Regions from separate parts of the Mus musculus genome. Here regions 1, 2, 4, 5 and 6 are each linked to region 3. Evidence: chromatin contacts called from public HiChIP or PLAC-seq data. All regions are on one chromosome and are shown on one strand. The core of a region is the stretch at or near the end of the contact, and the rest is flanking DNA. Distances in the headings are between cores, read along the strand shown. Region 1 holds the start of Eme1 (essential meiotic structure-specific endonuclease 1). Region 2 overlaps Kat7 (K(lysine) acetyltransferase 7). Region 3 holds the start of Ppp1r9b (protein phosphatase 1, regulatory subunit 9B). Region 4 has its middle 3.4 kb from the start of Gm11541. Region 5 overlaps Kat7 (K(lysine) acetyltransferase 7). Region 6 holds the start of Xylt2 (xylosyltransferase II).

What was found. HiChIP or PLAC-seq counts read pairs in DNA pulled down with a chosen protein or histone mark.
Region 1: a contact with region 3 is called in an H3K27ac HiChIP or PLAC-seq map of microglia, with 6 times the contacts expected there. The contact joins the promoter of Eme1 here to the promoter of Ppp1r9b in region 3. A contact is called at or near these places in 1 of 39 promoter capture datasets (cranial neural crest), 1 of 484 Hi-C or Micro-C datasets (embryonic stem cells), 9 of 115 datasets of contacts at active chromatin or transcription factors (the 230-238 cell line, the SCID.adh cell line, SST interneurons and 6 more) and 2 of 9 other capture datasets (adipose tissue and liver).
Region 2: a contact with region 3 is called in an H3K4me3 HiChIP or PLAC-seq map of the 230-238 cell line, with 17 read pairs. The contact joins the enhancer-like site here to the promoter of Ppp1r9b in region 3. A contact is called at or near these places in 5 of 484 Hi-C or Micro-C datasets (B cells, CD8 T cells, Sertoli cells and 2 more), 5 of 115 datasets of contacts at active chromatin or transcription factors (the 230-238 cell line, bone marrow-derived dendritic cells, bone marrow-derived macrophages and 2 more) and 3 of 9 other capture datasets (adipose tissue, liver and pancreatic islet).
Region 4: a contact with region 3 is called in an H3K4me3 HiChIP or PLAC-seq map of bone marrow-derived macrophages, with 4 times the contacts expected there. The contact joins the enhancer-like site here to the promoter of Ppp1r9b in region 3. A contact is called at or near these places in 2 of 39 promoter capture datasets (cranial neural crest and stem cell-derived epiblast-like cells), 1 of 15 datasets of contacts at CTCF or cohesin (the NIH/3T3 cell line) and 5 of 115 datasets of contacts at active chromatin or transcription factors (bone marrow-derived dendritic cells, bone marrow-derived macrophages, craniofacial prominence and 2 more).
Region 5: an H3K4me3 HiChIP or PLAC-seq map of bone marrow-derived macrophages shows a contact between it and region 3, with 2.8 times the contacts expected there. The contact joins the enhancer-like site here to the promoter of Ppp1r9b in region 3. A contact is called at or near these places in 5 of 39 promoter capture datasets (the C10 cell line, cranial neural crest, embryonic stem cells and 2 more), 1 of 484 Hi-C or Micro-C datasets (natural killer cells), 6 of 115 datasets of contacts at active chromatin or transcription factors (bone marrow-derived dendritic cells, bone marrow-derived macrophages, embryonic stem cells and 3 more) and 4 of 9 other capture datasets (adipose tissue, embryonic stem cells, liver and 1 more).
Region 6: a FOXA1 HiChIP or PLAC-seq map of pancreatic cancer cells shows a contact between it and region 3. The contact joins the promoter of Xylt2 here to the promoter of Ppp1r9b in region 3. A contact is called at or near these places in 1 of 39 promoter capture datasets (cranial neural crest), 6 of 115 datasets of contacts at active chromatin or transcription factors (the 230-238 cell line, SST interneurons, bone marrow-derived dendritic cells and 3 more) and 1 of 9 other capture datasets (liver).

What each region holds. Positions count from the first base shown.
Region 1 is chr11:94,652,438-94,655,137 of GRCm38.p6, forward strand. It overlaps Eme1 (essential meiotic structure-specific endonuclease 1), which reads right to left and starts at 1,306. Exons shown (of 9, transcript NM_177752.5): 1 at 1,259-1,306. It overlaps Mrpl27 (mitochondrial ribosomal protein L27), which reads left to right and starts at 1,354. Exons shown (of 4, transcript NM_053161.2): 1 at 1,354-1,404. The coding sequence starts at 1,365.
Region 2 is chr11:95,292,114-95,294,813 of GRCm38.p6, forward strand. Kat7 (K(lysine) acetyltransferase 7) reads right to left here. Exons shown (of 15, transcript NM_001195003.1): 5 at 2,450-2,532. Among named protein-coding and RNA genes, the nearest start is that of Kat7, 17 kb to the right of the region's middle. Within about 2 kb of position 1,373, at least 97 of the 459 cell types and tissues checked have an H3K27ac peak or open chromatin away from gene starts, as enhancers often do. A contact at or near this core is called in the 230-238 cell line, B cells, adipose tissue and 3 more, where this site is marked.
Region 3 is chr11:94,989,943-94,992,643 of GRCm38.p6, forward strand. It overlaps Ppp1r9b (protein phosphatase 1, regulatory subunit 9B), which reads left to right and starts at 1,270. Exons shown (of 10, transcript NM_172261.3): 1 at 1,270-2,701. The coding sequence starts at 1,606.
Region 4 is chr11:94,706,591-94,709,290 of GRCm38.p6, forward strand. No RefSeq gene overlaps it. Among named protein-coding and RNA genes, the nearest start is that of Gm11541, 3.4 kb to the left of the region's middle. Within about 2 kb of position 1,276, at least 8 of the 459 cell types and tissues checked have an H3K27ac peak or open chromatin away from gene starts, as enhancers often do. A contact at or near this core is called in bone marrow-derived macrophages, where this site is marked.
Region 5 is chr11:95,273,553-95,276,252 of GRCm38.p6, forward strand. It overlaps Kat7 (K(lysine) acetyltransferase 7), which reads right to left. Exons shown (of 15, transcript NM_001195003.1): 15 at 1-2,335. The coding sequence ends at 2,234. Among named protein-coding and RNA genes, the nearest start is that of Tac4, 13 kb to the left of the region's middle. Within about 2 kb of position 1,264, at least 44 of the 459 cell types and tissues checked have an H3K27ac peak or open chromatin away from gene starts, as enhancers often do. A contact at or near this core is called in bone marrow-derived dendritic cells, bone marrow-derived macrophages and embryonic stem cells, where this site is marked.
Region 6 is chr11:94,676,203-94,678,902 of GRCm38.p6, forward strand. It overlaps Xylt2 (xylosyltransferase II), which reads right to left and starts at 1,291. Exons shown (of 11, transcript NM_145828.3): 1 at 1,071-1,291. The coding sequence starts at 1,205.

The DNA.
Region 1 (2,700 bases), core at 56-2,555, 340 kb before region 3:
GTGTATAGTACTCAAAACTATCCTTTAGGTGTTGGAGTAGCAGCGGTAGAGTGCTTGCTTAGCACATAGAGAGCCCTACATGAACGTTAGGCCCCAGCCTTAGTACAGTTAACAGATAAAGAAATCATTCACTCAGACTGATGGGGCTCCGTATGTCTGTGCTGTGTCAGCATTACCCTCCTCTTACTCCCGAATGTCTCCATCATCACAAAGAGAAATCCTACAAACTGGGCATGCTGGCACACAACTGCAATCCCACCTATTGGGAGGCTACAGAGGGGGATATTTTGAGTTCAAGGCCAGCCTACTTGATACAGTGAGACTTCTCAAAAGCAAGGGTATTTCTATAACCATTTTTTTTTTTTTTTTTTTTCTGAGACAGGGTTTCTCTGTATAGATAGCCCTGGCTGTCCTGGAACTCACTTTGTAGACCAGACTGGCTGAGAACTCAGAAATCCGCCTGCCTCTGCCTCCCAAGTGCTGGGATTAAAGGCATGCGCCACCACCACCTGGCATTTATTTATTTATTTAAAAATTAAGAAAAAAAAAAAAAGCCCCCACACACAAAAAAACAAGTTCTTTCTCTCTCCCAGCATCTAAAAATAAAATAAGATCCATTGTCTCTATGGATTTACAGGTTCTGTATATTTCATAAAAGCACACCGTATGTGCCTTTGGTGACTGGTGTCTTTCGCAGTCATGCTTTCAGGGTCCTTCTGTGGCCATACTATGCACCAGTACTGCCTCATTTTTTATAGCTGAATAATATTCCACTGTGTGGCTATGTCACATTTTGTTTACGCATTTATTGCTTGATGGACGGTTAGCCTGCTCCCCTTTCTTGGCTGTTACGGATAATGTTGCTACAGACATTCACGTACAAATATTTTGAACGAGTATGTTTTCACAGTTCTCTTGTGCGTACACTTAAGTCTGCCTGGAACTGCTGGGTTACACGCAAGAATCATTCTTTCAACAATAATTAGTGACTGATAATCTTTGCAGTCTTCCTGGATCTCAATTTAACATAATACCAGTAACTTAGGTTTGTAAGGAATTAAATGAAATTGTGCATCTACAACCAGTCTAGCACAGAATCTAGCTGAGCCTCACCCTGGTCCCTCCCTAGGGACCTTCGTGTGGTTCCTGGAGTGGGACAAACGTCCGTGCTGGCCACACTCCTTGTCTCTGGGGCCCACGGTCCACTGCAGAAGTCGCCGGAGGTCCCGGCCATAAACCCCAAGAGATCTGGGCTCACCTGCTACTGCTCCCGCCACTCTTTGAATTGTCCGCAAGACCCGGAAGTAGATCTATCCCGGTAGCGGAAGCAGACTTCCCAGCCTGGAAGTGAACGTGAAGCAAATATGGCGGCGGCGGCGCTTACGCTGAGGACGCGGGCAGCAGGTAGCTCAGCACTGTGGCTATTGCGAGGCGAGACAGCAGGGAGGCTGGGAGATGGAAACTGGAGCCCATGGTGAACCTAGATACGGGGAAGAAGTGAGGGGCTCCGGACCTTTGGAGGGCGACTGTCTCCGGTCACGTGACACGTTGTGGGCGGTGCTTGCGGAGGGTGGGAGTGCAGAATGAAAGCCCGTTGGATAGTTACTCCAGAAGCTCTGTCCCCTCTGGGTTTATGTGGATCCCTCCGGATTTGAAGAAGACTAAGTTCAAAACATTTAATTGATATTCAAGACTTAGCTTTTTTCCTTTCCTCGCTTTTGAGGTAGGTTCCCACTGTGTAGTTTGCCGTCTTAGAGCTGGTATTTCAGATGTCTATGACCATGACCAACGCTTAGGTCTGGTGAGACACTGCTCAGAGTACCAGCATAAACATGGTTTCTAACGCCTTGTGAGTTCAGCCAGTAAACACGTGAGTAACTTAGTTGTAATCTCGAATAGTATTGTGAAGAGTCTTAGATTAGGGGACCAAGGAAGTCTCTTGAAGGGATAGCAATTTAGACCTAAAAGAGACAGACCCAACCAAACCTGTGTAGACAGAAGGCAAGAAAATGACTTGACTCGGTTTTACAGTTTTGAGGAGCCAATTAAGAGGAGGCAGACTGGGTGCAAATAAATAAATGAAAATGAAACCAAGTGGGACCAGGAATAGTAGTGCCTATAATCCCTGCACTTAGGAGCCTGGGGCAGGAAGATTTCATCAGATCCAAGGCCAGCCTGGGTCACAGACTCAAAAGCTATAAATAAATAAAATAACATAAAATAAAATAAAATAAAATAACCTACACAGAAAACCATCTGCAAGACTTGCTATAGGATAGATCATTTGGCCCAGATATTAGTGGTGTTGGTAGAGAAGCTGGAGGGTAGTGGGTGAATATGACATCTGTCTGTTCTGAAGATATAGATTCCACAAGTCTTACTGCTCTGTAAAATGAGGGAAGAGAGTCATCTGTAAAGTCTTGTTTTTCACAAGAGCAGAGACATATGAGTGAAACAATGTAGGCAAAAGCAAAACACCAATCACCAGTAAGTGAGTGGGTGAAGCCAGGAAGTGCATGCCTGTAACCTCGGTTATATGTGAAGTAAAGGCCTGAGGATTGCAAGTTCAAGGTCTTCATGGGCTACAGGAGAGGGGGGAGGGGATTCCATTCCATTGCTGGACATTGAAGATGTCTCCTAAGTTCTTTTTTTGTGATGTTTGTTTGTTTGGAGACACTGTATCACTATGAAGCCCTGGCT
Region 2 (2,700 bases), core at 123-2,622, 300 kb after region 3:
GACTCCAAGTCTACATGGAAATATAACTGCAGACACAAGACCGCAGAGAAAGCACACTGCTCTCCTCAGTGTCACTTCCCCTTCTGGGAACTGACACCCTGCATCTATCAGCCTCCTGGGTTGCATCACTGAGCAGGCTCAAGTGGAATAACCAATAGATCTCCCACGTCTGCTACACTCAACATCTCTCCACTACTATCTCAACAGGTGAGCATTCAAAAACTTGGAATCTTTCATTTCTTTTTCTCCTATCTCCTAGTAGCTTCCTCTCCTTCAGAACATATCCCGAATTTAATCTTATCTTCGACATTTTACCAATAACACACTGGTCTAAGCTATCATTTACAGCAAGAACTTCTAAGCATGTTTCCAATGCACCTATTGGGTGTCATCTCTTTCTCCTGCAGTTGTTCTCTACAAGTTAAGTAGTTGTTGCTTCAGACACATTCTTCTTCTGCCTGCACCCTCTAAATGCTTCCAACTGCCATCGGAACAAAACATAGTCCTGTGCTGAACATTTTGATCCTTTATGATCTCAATCCTCCGCCTTCATTTCCCATGGTGCTCCAATCATACAGTCTACCTTCAAACCCTGTCATCCCCAGCTCACGGCCACGGCACTTACTATTCTGTCTCCTTTAGCTCTCCCCACTCGATTCTTTATCCCCTGCTACTATGACACCGTAAACATCTAAATCCTATGTCAATCTCATATGGCTTTCTTGACCTCCTCTAGCAAAAGCAGTATGTTAGCCTCCCTTTGAGCACAGTCCCTCTCTTTCTCTATTGGTTTTTCATGGTGTCTATCACAACATAAATGGATATTAATATACAGGTTTCCCATGGGAATGTAAACTCCTTGGTTGCAAGTGTCTTTTATCTTTTGATTTTTATCTTAGTCACTGAATCCTTTGCTATCCACAAAAAGTTGCCTGCATCCACAAAAAAATGAAAGACAATTGAAAGGTTTACTGGGAAATATGAGAGCGATCATTCACACGCAGGAAGTTTAGAACTGAAGAACTTCCTGAGGCTAGGGAGGCAGCTAGCTTGTCTCAGGCTCTCATCTCTAGTGCTTTCCTGCAAGCACATGGCCCAGTAGTAAAGCACGGCTGACACCAGTCTCACTTCCCCATACAGGGCAGAAGTAAAACTTTATAACAGAAATGCCTTCTTTATTCGCAATTTTTTTCCCCTGGTCTGAAATTTCTCAAACTGCTTAAGGTACTTAAGGTATAGACATTACTTCAGGCCATGATTCAAGAAGACTGATGCAAAGCGAAGCACTATCAGATGTTTAGAGACAAGCGGTAGAGGAGCATTCTGAAACCACTGTCACAATAACCGTGACAGTTATTTTTCAGGGGAAGAAGTCCAAGTGTTTGGTCAGCGTCTGAATCAGGTGCTAACACAGTCATGCTTGCACTCATCCAGCCTAAGACAGTAAAAAGACAACAGGAAGAGCTGACACAGAAGGCAAGCTGTCTCATACACAAAGACCTGGAATGAAGACAAAAAGCAGGGTCTTTGGCAGAAAAATACATGTAAGCATTTCACGTTTTATTTGGTGAAAATTTAAACGTGTGAAGAAATAGTCTCCCAGCCCCGCCCAGAGACCTTGTATATTAGAACAAGTTCCTGTAGCAAGGAGAACAGGAAATTGAATTCTTTTCCAAATGAGACTTGCTCATACAAGCATAAAACCTGTGACCCAGGCCTTGTGTGTGAGCAAAAGAACAACAAAAAAAGCAAGTAACACTTTGGTGCAGTCAAAGCATTTAGTTTGGAAAACTTGTCCAAAGACTCCCTGAGTCTACTTAATTACTATTTGCAATTCTTGCTTCCCCATAATTACCTGTGGTTCCATCCTTGGGAGCAGTAACCTACACAGGAATGCACAAAAGAAGACCCGAGGCTCTAGTCTCAAACACATCATCCAAGTCCCGAAGGTTATTTAGGAAAATTAAAAGAACTAGCCAAGAACAGGTGTGACTGACAGAAATCAAGAGGAACAGGATATGCAGAAACAAACAAGAGGGACATCAGAAAATTATGAAAAAGCAAAACAACTTCACGGATTTGTTAAGAAAGCCTGAGGTGGAGCGGTAGGCTCAACTATCTACGCACATTCTGAAAGGATGCGCCCTGGCAGGATATGACTTCAGTTACCAAGGAAATGAATGCGGCAGTGGAGAAAATCCCGATACTCTAAAGATAAATCTCCCTATTAACTCCTTCCCCAACACTCACTACATAGTACAATCCTTTTATTTGTTCGTGGAGTTAAAAAAACCAAACCAAACCAAACCCTTCTTTCCATTGCTTCCTCCACTGACATGTAAGAACAGACCTTGTTCCCCAGGCTCAACGCTGTACCCAGAGTGCTTAGCAAAGTGCGGGTCACGTCGCAAGCACTTGAATACACCCTGAATGAAGGAGCACACGTTACCTTGCATTCGTCAGCTGAGAGGTTATGATACAGCGGGCATCCTGAGATGGAGAAATGTCTCTCGTGCTTTCCTGTAAGATGTCCTGTTAAAGGAGGGAAAACTTAATTTCCAGGAAGAACATGCACACCTAGGAAGTGAGATTTTGACAAGTCTGGCTTTACCATTTCATTTTATTAAACAAATGCTTCCAAATGGAGCTGCCGTGAAGATCCCGATGTGTACCCTCATGCACTATTTTCCTCCAGAGCAG
Region 3 (2,701 bases), core at 20-2,519:
TACCAACGACTGGAGGAGCTACACATCTAGACCTGACTGAATATTGGACGGATCCTCACTGCTAGATTGGGGAAGGATAACGGGCATAACAAGGCCCCTTGTTGTGTATGTGAGGAATGAAGGAGCTCTAAAGAAGCTGAGTTTTCAAGGTGGGATTTGTAGGGTACACACACACACAAACACGCTTGCACACAAGTGACCAGAATCCTCTAAGTCTGAGACCCAACGTAGAACTCTCAATAGGGAAACTTTAGCCCTGGGACTCTAGAATCATTCCTTCCAACCTCCCCCAACACCTTACAAACCTTCCTGTTTCAGAGATCTTTTCTGGCAGGTTATGAAGGCCAGGATTCTATACCTCTCCCCAAAGGGGTAGGTGAACAACGTCATTTTAAGACTTCCCAAGGCAAAAAAGCATCTTTGGTAATCTCCTGCCATATGGGTGATGTAACCCCCAACCCTGTCCCTTTCTTCATTTCTCCTCCGGACAGAGCACCACAAAGATTGCTGGGCCCAAGTTTTACATTCTGAAAGATGAAAAAAAAAAAATTCCTATGGGGAATTGTTAAAATGAAGAATCCCAGGTTCCGCCTCTGAGATTCCCCTTCACCTTTGGGAAGGAGCTAGAAATTATGTACTTTGATCTAGCACCCAAAAGTTTTGTTGCTGGTACCCCTGAACACTCTAAGGACCTTTAGAGAAATGATTAAGGGCCCTCCCCACAGAACCCCTTCACTTTGTGGGAGGAGAAGGCCAGTTCCTGCTGTGGCTGGATGGCTCCCCGCCCCCAGGGTTAAATGAGGGGACGCCTAAGTGGATTGTGAAAAGCCGAGTTTGGGATGGGAGGGCTGAAGAAGAATAGCCAAGGTCGGTGAAGCTGCGGAAGGCTGTCCGCCAACTATGAGTAGGAGAGACCAGGCGACAGGGTGGAAGGGAAGGGGAGGGCTCACAGGCTCCGGCCCCGGAAATCCGATCCCTTTAGGACCCAGTGGTACCAGTCCCCCAGCGGCGGCGGCGAGAAGGGCAGCCGCTCGGTCTCCGGCAGCCGCGGTTCGGGCAGAGCTAGAGAAAGACCGAGGCTCGGGGCGCGGGGGGGAGGGAGGGAGGGAGGGAGGCGCGGCGGAGCGGCCCGGGTCAGCGGAGCAGCCACGGGCGCGGGGATGCCGGGCACCCCGAGAGCCAAGGCCCCCGGCCGGAGTAGGGGGCGCCTGCGCCGCCAGCGCCGCTGACACCGCCTCGGAGGATGTGAGCCGGTGCCGTGGCCGCTGCTTCGCGGGCTGGGCGCGCGGTCCCAGCAGCTCCAGCCAGCCTCCGCTTCTTCAATTTGGGTGGGGGCGACCGCACCAGGCCGCTAGAGCTTTCGAAGGGGGCTGGCTGTCTTTGGCAGCTTGGTTGGGGGAGGCGACCCACACAGGGCGCTCGGAGATTTTTTTTTTTTAAAGCAGGGTTAACTGTTTTTTGGCAGCTTGGTTTCTGGGGGACTCTATAGAAGGCCTTTCGGGATTTCTTTCTTTGGGGGGAGGGGGCGGTGGTCCCGACTTGGCCAGCCGCCTGCTGGAGGGGGGCAGCGGGGAGCAGGGGGATGCGAACCCGGCTCCCCCAACCATGATGAAGACGGAGCCTCGGGGGCCCGGGGGTCCCCTCCGGAGCGCCTCCCCGCACCGCAGCGCCTACGAAGCGGGCATCCAGGCACTAAAGCCTCCCGATGCACCCGGGCCCGACGAGGCACCCAAGGCGGCCCACCATAAGAAATATGGCTCCAACGTCCACCGCATCAAAAGTATGTTCCTGCAGATGGGCACCACCGCGGGGCCGCCGGGTGAGGCAGGCGGAGGCGCAGGCATGGCCGAGGCCCCACGGGCGTCCGATCGCGGGGTGCGCCTGTCCCTGCCGCGGGCCAGCAGCCTGAACGAGAACGTAGACCACAGTGCCCTGCTCAAGCTGGGCACCAGTGTGTCGGAGCGCGTGAGCCGCTTCGACTCCAAGCCCGCGCCCTCGGCGCAGCCCGCTCCTCCGCCGCACCCGCCGTCCCGGCTGCAGGAGACGCGGAAGCTGTTCGAACGGAGCGTCCCCGCGGCCTCGGGTGGCGACAAGGAGGCCGTGGCGCGGCGGCTGCTGAGGCAGGAGCGCGCCGGCCTGCAGGACCGGAAGCTGGACGTCGTGGTGCGCTTTAACGGCAGCACCGAGGCGCTGGACAAGCTGGATGCTGACGCCGTGTCGCCGACGGTCAGCCAGCTCAGTGCGGTCTTCGAGAAAGCCGACTCGAGGACCGGCCTTCACCGTGCACCCGGCCCCCCTCGGGCAGCCGGGGCGCCCCAGGTCAACTCGAAGCTGGTCACTAAGCGGTCCCGGGTGTTCCAGCCACCGCCGCCGCCTCCCGCCCCGTCGGGGGATGGCGCGACCGAGAAGGAGCGTGGCCCCGGAGGGCAGCAGCCCCCACAGCACCGGGTGGCCCCTGCCCGACCTCCGCCTAAGCCGCGGGAGGTGCGCAAGATCAAGCCGGTGGAGGTTGAAGAAAGTGGGGAGTCTGAGGCCGAGTCGGCTCCCGGGGAAGTGATCCAGGCCGAGGTGACGGTCCATGCAGCCTTGGAGAATGGCAGCACCCCGGCCACCACAGCCAGCCCTGCACCCGAGGAACCCAAGGCCGAAGCGGTCCCCGAGGAGGAGGCGGCGGCGTCAGTGGCGACGCTAGAGAGGGGGG
Region 4 (2,700 bases), core at 26-2,525, 280 kb before region 3:
ATTTTGTGGTGTGTCCATAAGGAAGTTTCTAGAAGAGAAGAACATTTGACAACTGAATGTAGAAGACCCACCTCTACCTACATGGTGATCATTGTCTAGTACACAGAGGGCCAAACAGAAAAAAAGGTAACAAAAGAGGGAACTTTCTCTTTTCTTAACTGGGACATCCATTTCCTGTGGACATTAAAACCTTTATTCTAGGCTGACGAGATGAGTCATTTGCTGCCAAGCCTGGTGACCTGAGTCCAATCCCCAGGATCACATGGTGGCAGGAGACAACTGACTCCTGCAAGTTGTCCTCTGACCTTAATATGTATATGGCCCTTCACCCCACAAATAAATGAATAATGTAATAATTTTTTTAAAAAATTCTGGTTCTTAGCCGGGCGTGGTGGCGCACGCCTTTGATCCCAGCACTTGGGAGGCAGAGGCAGGTGAATTTCTGAGTTCGAGGCCAGCCTGGTCTACAGAGTGAGTTCCAGGACAGCCAGGGCTACACAGAGAAACCCTGTCTCAAAAAAAAAAAAAATTCTGGTTCTTGGGCTAGAGAGATGGCTCAGCAGTTAAGAGCACTGGCTGTTTGCTCTTCCAGAGGTCCTGAGTTCAAATCCCAGCAACCACATGATGGCTTACAACCATATGTAATGAGATCTGATACCCTCTTCTGGTGTGTCTAAAGATGGCTACAGTGTACTCTATGTACAATAAAATAAATAAATAAATATTTAAGAAAAATTTCTGGATTTTGGTGCTTTGTGTGTCAGAATACTGGCAACCCCTCTGAGTCCCCGGTCTACAGCAGCTATGGAGTGAAGACCTCTGTCCCCTGGCTTTCAGATCATCAAATACACAATCATGTCACCAAGTCCCTTGATTCTCCAACTTGTCTTGGGGCCAGCACACCAAGGGATTTCTCAGCCTTAGGAACTGTGAGAGCCAATTCCTAGCTTAAATCTCTTTCCATGTTTCTCTGTGAATAGTGTTGGTTCTGGCTTTTTGTTGTTGTTGTTGGGGGGGGGGGTTATTGGGCCAGTACAGATGCATGCTGGGAACTGATGCTAAACTGATGGTCACACCATCAAGTCACACCCAGGCAGCCACGCTGGGCTCCTCCCTGCTGGTACTTTCTGAACACTTCCAACGGGATCTCTTCCTATCACAGCTGTAGTAGCTACTCTCTCAGTGCTGTGCCGACACACATAATGCTGACTCCATAGTTCAAGGGTCCATCACGACAGGGAAGTCATAGTGTTGTGAGCCTGAGGAAGCTAGTCACGGTGAATCCACAGACAGGAAGTGAGAAGCAGGATTTCCCCTTTCTATGCAGTAGTATCCCAGACACTAGGCATAGCACCATCCACATCGAGGATAAGACTTCACCTCAGACGACCAAGTCAAGATAATTCCTTAAAGACTTTCCCAGTAAATTGTTTCCAGAGTGACTCTAAATCTCATCAAGTTAAAAAAAAATCAAGATTAACAGTCATAATAGATCTCTTTAGAGCTAGAAAATGCTGGGCACTAGATACATAAGGCCTTAAAGGCAGAAGGCATGGCTTGCCACAGAGCATTTTCCTCCTCTGGTCCTGCCCAGTAAGTGGATCAGAAGGAGATGTCAAGCTTGGCCATGGGCTTCCATTATAACAACGGGGGACAGAAAATGAAGCAGTTTCCCCCATTTCTTGGAGGAGCATCCATGCCTGGTCCCTCTGGGCTTCCCTATCATCATGGTTTTTCCACATCTTTACAAGGTTTCTCTCCAGCTCACTTGTTTTACCTAGTGTTTTCTTGAATTTGCCACTTTGCCCTTCTCTGGCTTGAGCAGCATGACACCATCAATAGTGTGATGCATCTGTGCCACTGTGCAGAGACTATGGTCCCTTTGTACCTCCTTCTAACAGAGGACAGGAGTTAGCATCACCAGAGGCTAGACTGCAGAGCTGTGCTGTTGATAATCACCTTACTTGATAGTGAGTGGAGTGGCCCTGGTTAGCTCTTAGTTAGGGTTTCTACTGCTGTGGCCAAACACCATGACCAAATCGACTTGGGGGAGAAAGAGTTTATTCCAGCTTAAAACTCTCAGGCCATAGTTCATCCTCAAAGGAAGTCAGGGTAGGAACTGAAGCAGAGACCATAGAGGAATGCTGCTTACTGACTTGCTCATGGTTTGCTTAGCCAGTCGTCTTCTTCTTCTTCTTCTTCTTCTTCTTCTTCTTCTTCTTCTTCTTCTTCTTCTTCTTCTTCTTCTTTTCCCCCAAGCTGGCCTTAAACTCACAGAGACCCACCTACCTCTGCCTTCCAAGTGCTGAGATCAAAGGCATGTGCTACCACCACCTTGCTAAGCCTGTATTCTTACAGCACCCAGAACCACCAGCCCAGGGCTGGCAATGCCAGCTCACAGTGAACTGGGACCTCTCACACTAATCCCCAAATAAAAAATGCACCATGGGCTTGCCCACAGGCCAATTTGGTGGCAGTATTTTCTCAATTTGGTTACCCCTTCCAGAATGACTCATATTTGTGTCAAGCTGGCATAAAACTAGCCAGCATGTCCTCTTTCTTGATGGGGATGGGGAAGACTGTACTGTCAGCTAAATGGATCATTAATACTGTCTGAGCCAGTATTAATGTGCTCTAACAAAGATAACCCCCAGTACAGCAACAGGGATTGAGGCCAGAGCAGCACTCGGTTTGTTGGAG
Region 5 (2,700 bases), core at 14-2,513, 280 kb after region 3:
CAACCATCATCTCTCCCTCCCTGGCATTCAATTCTTACCGTCCATGTTACCCATCTCCACTCTTCAAACTGAGAGAACAAAATCTCCCTCTGCTGCAAATGGTTCCAACACAGAGACTTGAGCAAACCCTGGTCTAAGATCAACAGAAGGGCAGTTATTTTTCTCCACTGCATTTTCCGACTCCAGTAAGAGGCCTTGCCAGTGAGCAAAAGTAGCCCAGCAAACACAGCTCCCTTTCCACACCCAGACGACAATGCCCCGCCCCGCTGGTCCTGCCTGGGCAAACACAAGCAACAACTGCAGCTACTTCCAGAGGCACAACCTGGGCTGGATGATGATTAGACAGGGCCTGGCTTGATACTGGTGAGCACGCTTAGAGGAAAGGAATGCATTGTTCTGCCTCCTACAAGCTTCCATGGCATCCCCAACCCACCCTAACTTCCCAGTGGTTCCTTGACAAGGCCCCAAACCAGAGGCAGATGAATGAAATTACACTAGCTAGCTGCTGTTGCGCACAGCGACTTCCTGGAGCCAAAGGGAGGCAGACTCAATTTGTTTTACCGCTTGTGAGTTCAGAGAAAACACTCACTCTGTCAACAACCTGCTTCACAGGGGAAAACAATCCATAGCTCCAAACCCCAGGGCTAACACTGTGCTGAGCCAATCACACCATTCCCATATAAACAAGCTTCAGAGCAGTCAGACATGAGCAGAGAACATGCTTTATTGAGTAGATACAGAAGAGCACATTCTGCCACATGTGGGGAGGGCTCAGCATCTGTAAAAGGCCTTTACCCCTTAAGAAAACCCCCAGTGAAGTGGCTTTTGGATACATTTTAACAGTTACACTGAAACTGGAGGGGAGCCACTGAACATGCTTAAAATCAGCTCCCCAACCCACAGTGAATATTAGTAGTGTACAGAGATGACAAGAGAAAGGCACAAATGACCAGAGTTAGGGTTGTGGTAAGAGGGTGCCACGTGAAGACAGCAGTGTTGGAAGAGACCAACTTGGGAAGGGTGACATGTCAGACATCAAAAGCTGCCCCAAGATAGCAGGTTATATACTGGGACAGGGAGAAATTAGAGGGAACACTTCTTCCTTCACTTAACACCACCAAAAATAGGAACCCAGAGAACAGGATGATGGTGGCAAGTCCCGAAAGGGAATGGACTTAGTTCTTAGACAGAAGCACTTCAGTCTGCTGGGGGAGGGAGGCACTGTTGAGAGCGAAGCAAACCGTAGCAGAGTGGCCACCCTGTCTTGCTGAGTCATGGGCTGAGAAACACAAGCATTTCAACCAGTTTCCACTTCTCCCAGGAAGCTCTGGACAAGATCAGTGCAACTTGTGTGGAAAGTAGAGCTGCCCTACACCAGACTGGCAGAGGCAGGTGTGGAAAGATCCACAGGGTGGTCATTTAATGTATGAAAAAAGACTGTTAAAATATTTTGGCAACTACCAACATAAAAGGGGGCAGAAAAAAAAGTGGGGGCATTTTCTGCTGTGGCAAAGAATTCCTCATTTCCTTCTACACAATGCTGCCCCAGTGTCCACAAGTAAATACAAAGGAAAGCATGGGACCACCTCTTAGGCTTCACCATCTCACGCAGATGGACCAGGCCTGTGAACCCCTGGGAAATGCCAGGCGTTCCTAGCTCTGGGCAGCCTGATCCTGATCAAAGGTAGTAAGTCTTTTGACAAAAAGGGAGAAAAATGAGTGACTGCGAGATGAAACCCATGGTGAGCGGACCCTCCCAGCAGACACGCACAGGCGCTGCCTCTTGCCCACCCCTTCATGAAGAATGTGTTAGAAGTAACTGGAAAGGGCCCTTTGGTGGCAACCATGTTTGGAGGTCTGCTATCCAGGCAGGAAAAAGCACTAGCACAAAGGTCAGGACACAACAAACCTCGGAGTTAAAAAGCATGAGGTGGGAACCAGTGACTGGACAGGTACAGTACCATAACACAACTCCTTGGGTCAGTGCTATGAGGGATCTGTACTCGAGCCTCATACAGATCCGTCCAGGCAACCTCACTGAGGCCGAAACAACAGTTCCTCAGAACTAGTGTCTGCAGTGTACACGAAGGCTGGAGCCAGAACAGTGCTGAGGGGGTGGCCTTCCCAAAGGATACTGTACTTGCCAATCACAAGAGCAACAGAAATGACAGACAGATCCCTAGGGTACGGATTCCTACTGCTGGGGCTCGCTGGCTCGGAATGATAGGTCACTTTAAGTGCCCTTGGGAGGGGTCCATTTTAAGCAGCTTGGATCCATGGTTTTGTTGGAGTTGGACCTTTTGGCCTCTTTGGCTATCCACTCATCTATCAGGTCCTGTGAAGAATAAGGAAGCAACCATTATACACATGCAACCAATACGCTTTAAAAAAGATTCCAAAATGACTAGCAACAGATTCACCTAAGTCCTAATAACATACTTAAAGTACAAGATGTTATTATTTTTAGATTTGCAAAGTTTCCTCTTTATATTCCTATTCTGTCTTCAATGAGAACTGAAATCATTATTCATTTATGCTTATGATGTGTAGGTAACTAAAAAAAAAATTCAAAATGGACCTAAGCTGAGGTGCCATTTCACAAAACAGCAGTCCTAGGACTTATGAGGACTCCCCGAGATGGGTGGAAGTGTAATGCCACATAAAGCGGCTTAGCTTGTTTCATCCTGATCTGACAGAGCT
Region 6 (2,700 bases), core at 41-2,540, 310 kb before region 3:
CCACACCAGGTCTTTGGGACTGACCAGGTGCAGGAAGGGAAGGCTTCTAGGCTCCATGCCTTCTTCACCCTACCAGGTAAAGCCCAAAAGGATGTGACAAGAGAGCCTCTGTCCCGAAGCCTTGGAGACACAGGGACAAGGGGGCGGGGGGCAGAAGCAAGAACCCCTAATCTCTGTCCACAGTTTAGGGCTTTGATTTGACTGACCCTCCCCACCTTTCCAGAACGGACCTAGACCCCACTGGACCCCTCCTAACCACACAACCAGGAGGGTGTGTCTGAGTCTGCAACTAAAAGCACCAGTGAAGAGAAAGCAGATCCCTGGGGTCAGGGTCTGGAGCTCACAGCTGCTCCTCCATTACCCCAGAGCCAGAGATGCCTCTTTCCTCCTTTGATGTCCTGAGGCCAACTCAACAGTTCACCTTCCATTCCCATCCCCTCCTGAAGATCCACCAGGGTTCTTCCCTGGCTGAGAAAGCCACGCCTTGAGAACACTTCAGTATTTTTTTTCCCTTGGGGTGACTCCTGTTCACTCTATTCCCGTGTATACACTTTGTCACAGGCCATAATTCCACCCCCTGAGCTCCACTTCACCACCAGTCGCTGCTTCTCAGGCGCAGCTCAACACGAATGCCCAGGGTCCCTTGGCCCCCACTCTTCCGCCCACAGCACGTACACCACCGCCCCCTCCCAACTTCAGAAAGTTTGGCCTGAGGCTCCCCACCTCCGAGCAGGCTGGGGCCCAGTCGCTCCTCCCAGCCCAGATCCCCGAGCCTGACCTTCATCGTTCCCCGGGACGGAGACCATCCCACCATGTCCCGCTCATCCCTTCGCGCCCCCCAGTTCGCCGGCCGCCTCGACCTCCGAGTCACGCACCGCTCCCTCACGCAGCCAGCCAGGCCCTCCAGTAAAGGGAGCGTTGGGGACCGGAGGCTGGGCTCCAGCAGGCTGCCTGCGCCTTGCTCGCACGCGGCCCGTGCCCCACTTGCCTGGCCGGGGCCGCCCGCAGCCCCGCCAGGACCCCGCGCGCCCCCGCGCCCGGCCTGCCCGCCCGCACGGCCGTCGGAGCACCTCGCCCGGCTCGTCCTCCTCCAGGCCGCTGAAGCTCCACACCACCAGGCCCTGCAGCAGCAGGATGGCCAGTGCGGTGGCGATCGCCAGCTTGTAGCGCCGCACCAGCTTCTGCACCCGCGCGCTCGCCACCATCTTCCTGCCCGGGACGCGGGGCGCGCGTCCGGCCCTGCAAACCGGCCGCGGGCGTGCGCACAGGCGCGGGGCCCCGGAGTCCCTCCTCACTCCGCCCAGATGGGCGGGCAAAGGGCGGGGCCCGAGGCCCCACCCTCTCGTGGGCTGGGCGTGGGGCAGTAGGCGGTCCGCTCGTTTCTGTCTCCAAGGTTTGAGTCTTGTGCTTGGGGTCTTTTCCACATCTCTATGAGTGTCTGCCTGTGGAAGAATCATTTCCTGACCGCAAAAGCATTGTCCCGGAGTGCGGAGGATCTGCGGCCTGACCGCTCTGGTGTCGCAGGGCATGGGGGGAGGGGGAGTCAGCTGGCCCCCACCCCTGGGAAATGCTGGCACTCTCAAGACGTGTGAGTACCACCTGCCCTGCCTAAAATCTGAAGGCCGCATCCCTGAAGACAAAGCATAGGCCCTTGACTGACTTCTGAGGCTCTTCACGAAATTGACTTGCCACTCTGCAACCTCTCATCCCAAGCATCCTCAGGCCTCTGCTGGTGTTGTGGCTCTCAACTTCTAGCTTACGTCAGAATCTCCTGGAAGATGATTTAAAAAACAGCGCCAGTTCTCACTCCTGGAGTTTAGAACCTCCGAGAATTAAATTTTTCAACAAGTTCCGCTGCTGCTGCTGCTCTGGGATCACGCTTGGAGACCCACCAGACCTTAGCATATGCTGTTTTCGCTCCACCCCATCAGTGACATCTTGGCTTGTGCCTCGCTAGCACAATTTAAGCATCTGGTGGTAATTTCTCTGCGAACGTGCCTCGTTCGCCATTGAAGCCTTGGCCCTCAGCTTTAAAGCTCAGTAAATGTTAGGAGAGTAGGGAGCTGAGAGAACCCACCTGGTTGACCATACTGCTTTCTGGCGTGTTCAAGAGCCGTGTCCAGTAAGGACTAAACACACCCGGGGCCTCACCTGATCCCAGCAGACCACGGTGGGCAGTGGAAGGAGGTAAGAAGGTGCCTGCCAGAGCAAGGTGACTAGAGGCAACAAAACCCACAGCAGAAACGCTTCACATTTTAAGTAAACAAACAAGCGAGCTATTTGATCCAGTTGCCTTGCTGTGCTACCTGGCCTGATCTGCCTTACACTAGGACTCTCACCAACTTGGTAAAGTATTTATTGTCTACAGTAGCTTTTAATTCTTGACTCTCCCATCATTACCTCCCAAGTGCAAAACAGAAGTTTGTCTTCGTTTGTCTGAGATAGTGTCTCGTGTATCCCAGGCCAGCAAAATACAGCTGAGGTTGACCTTGAACTTCTGATCTACCCGCCTCCACTTCCAGAGTGCTAGGATAACAGGCCCAAGGCATCATAAAGAATTTATACATCCGTGGAATGGAAGGGTGATAAGGTTATAAAGAAGATTTTGGAACCACTGTAAGAGATGGCTCAGTGAGGACCCAAGTTCAGTCCCCAGCACCTACATAAAAAGCCTGGAGTGGTAGTATTTTATTGTAAATC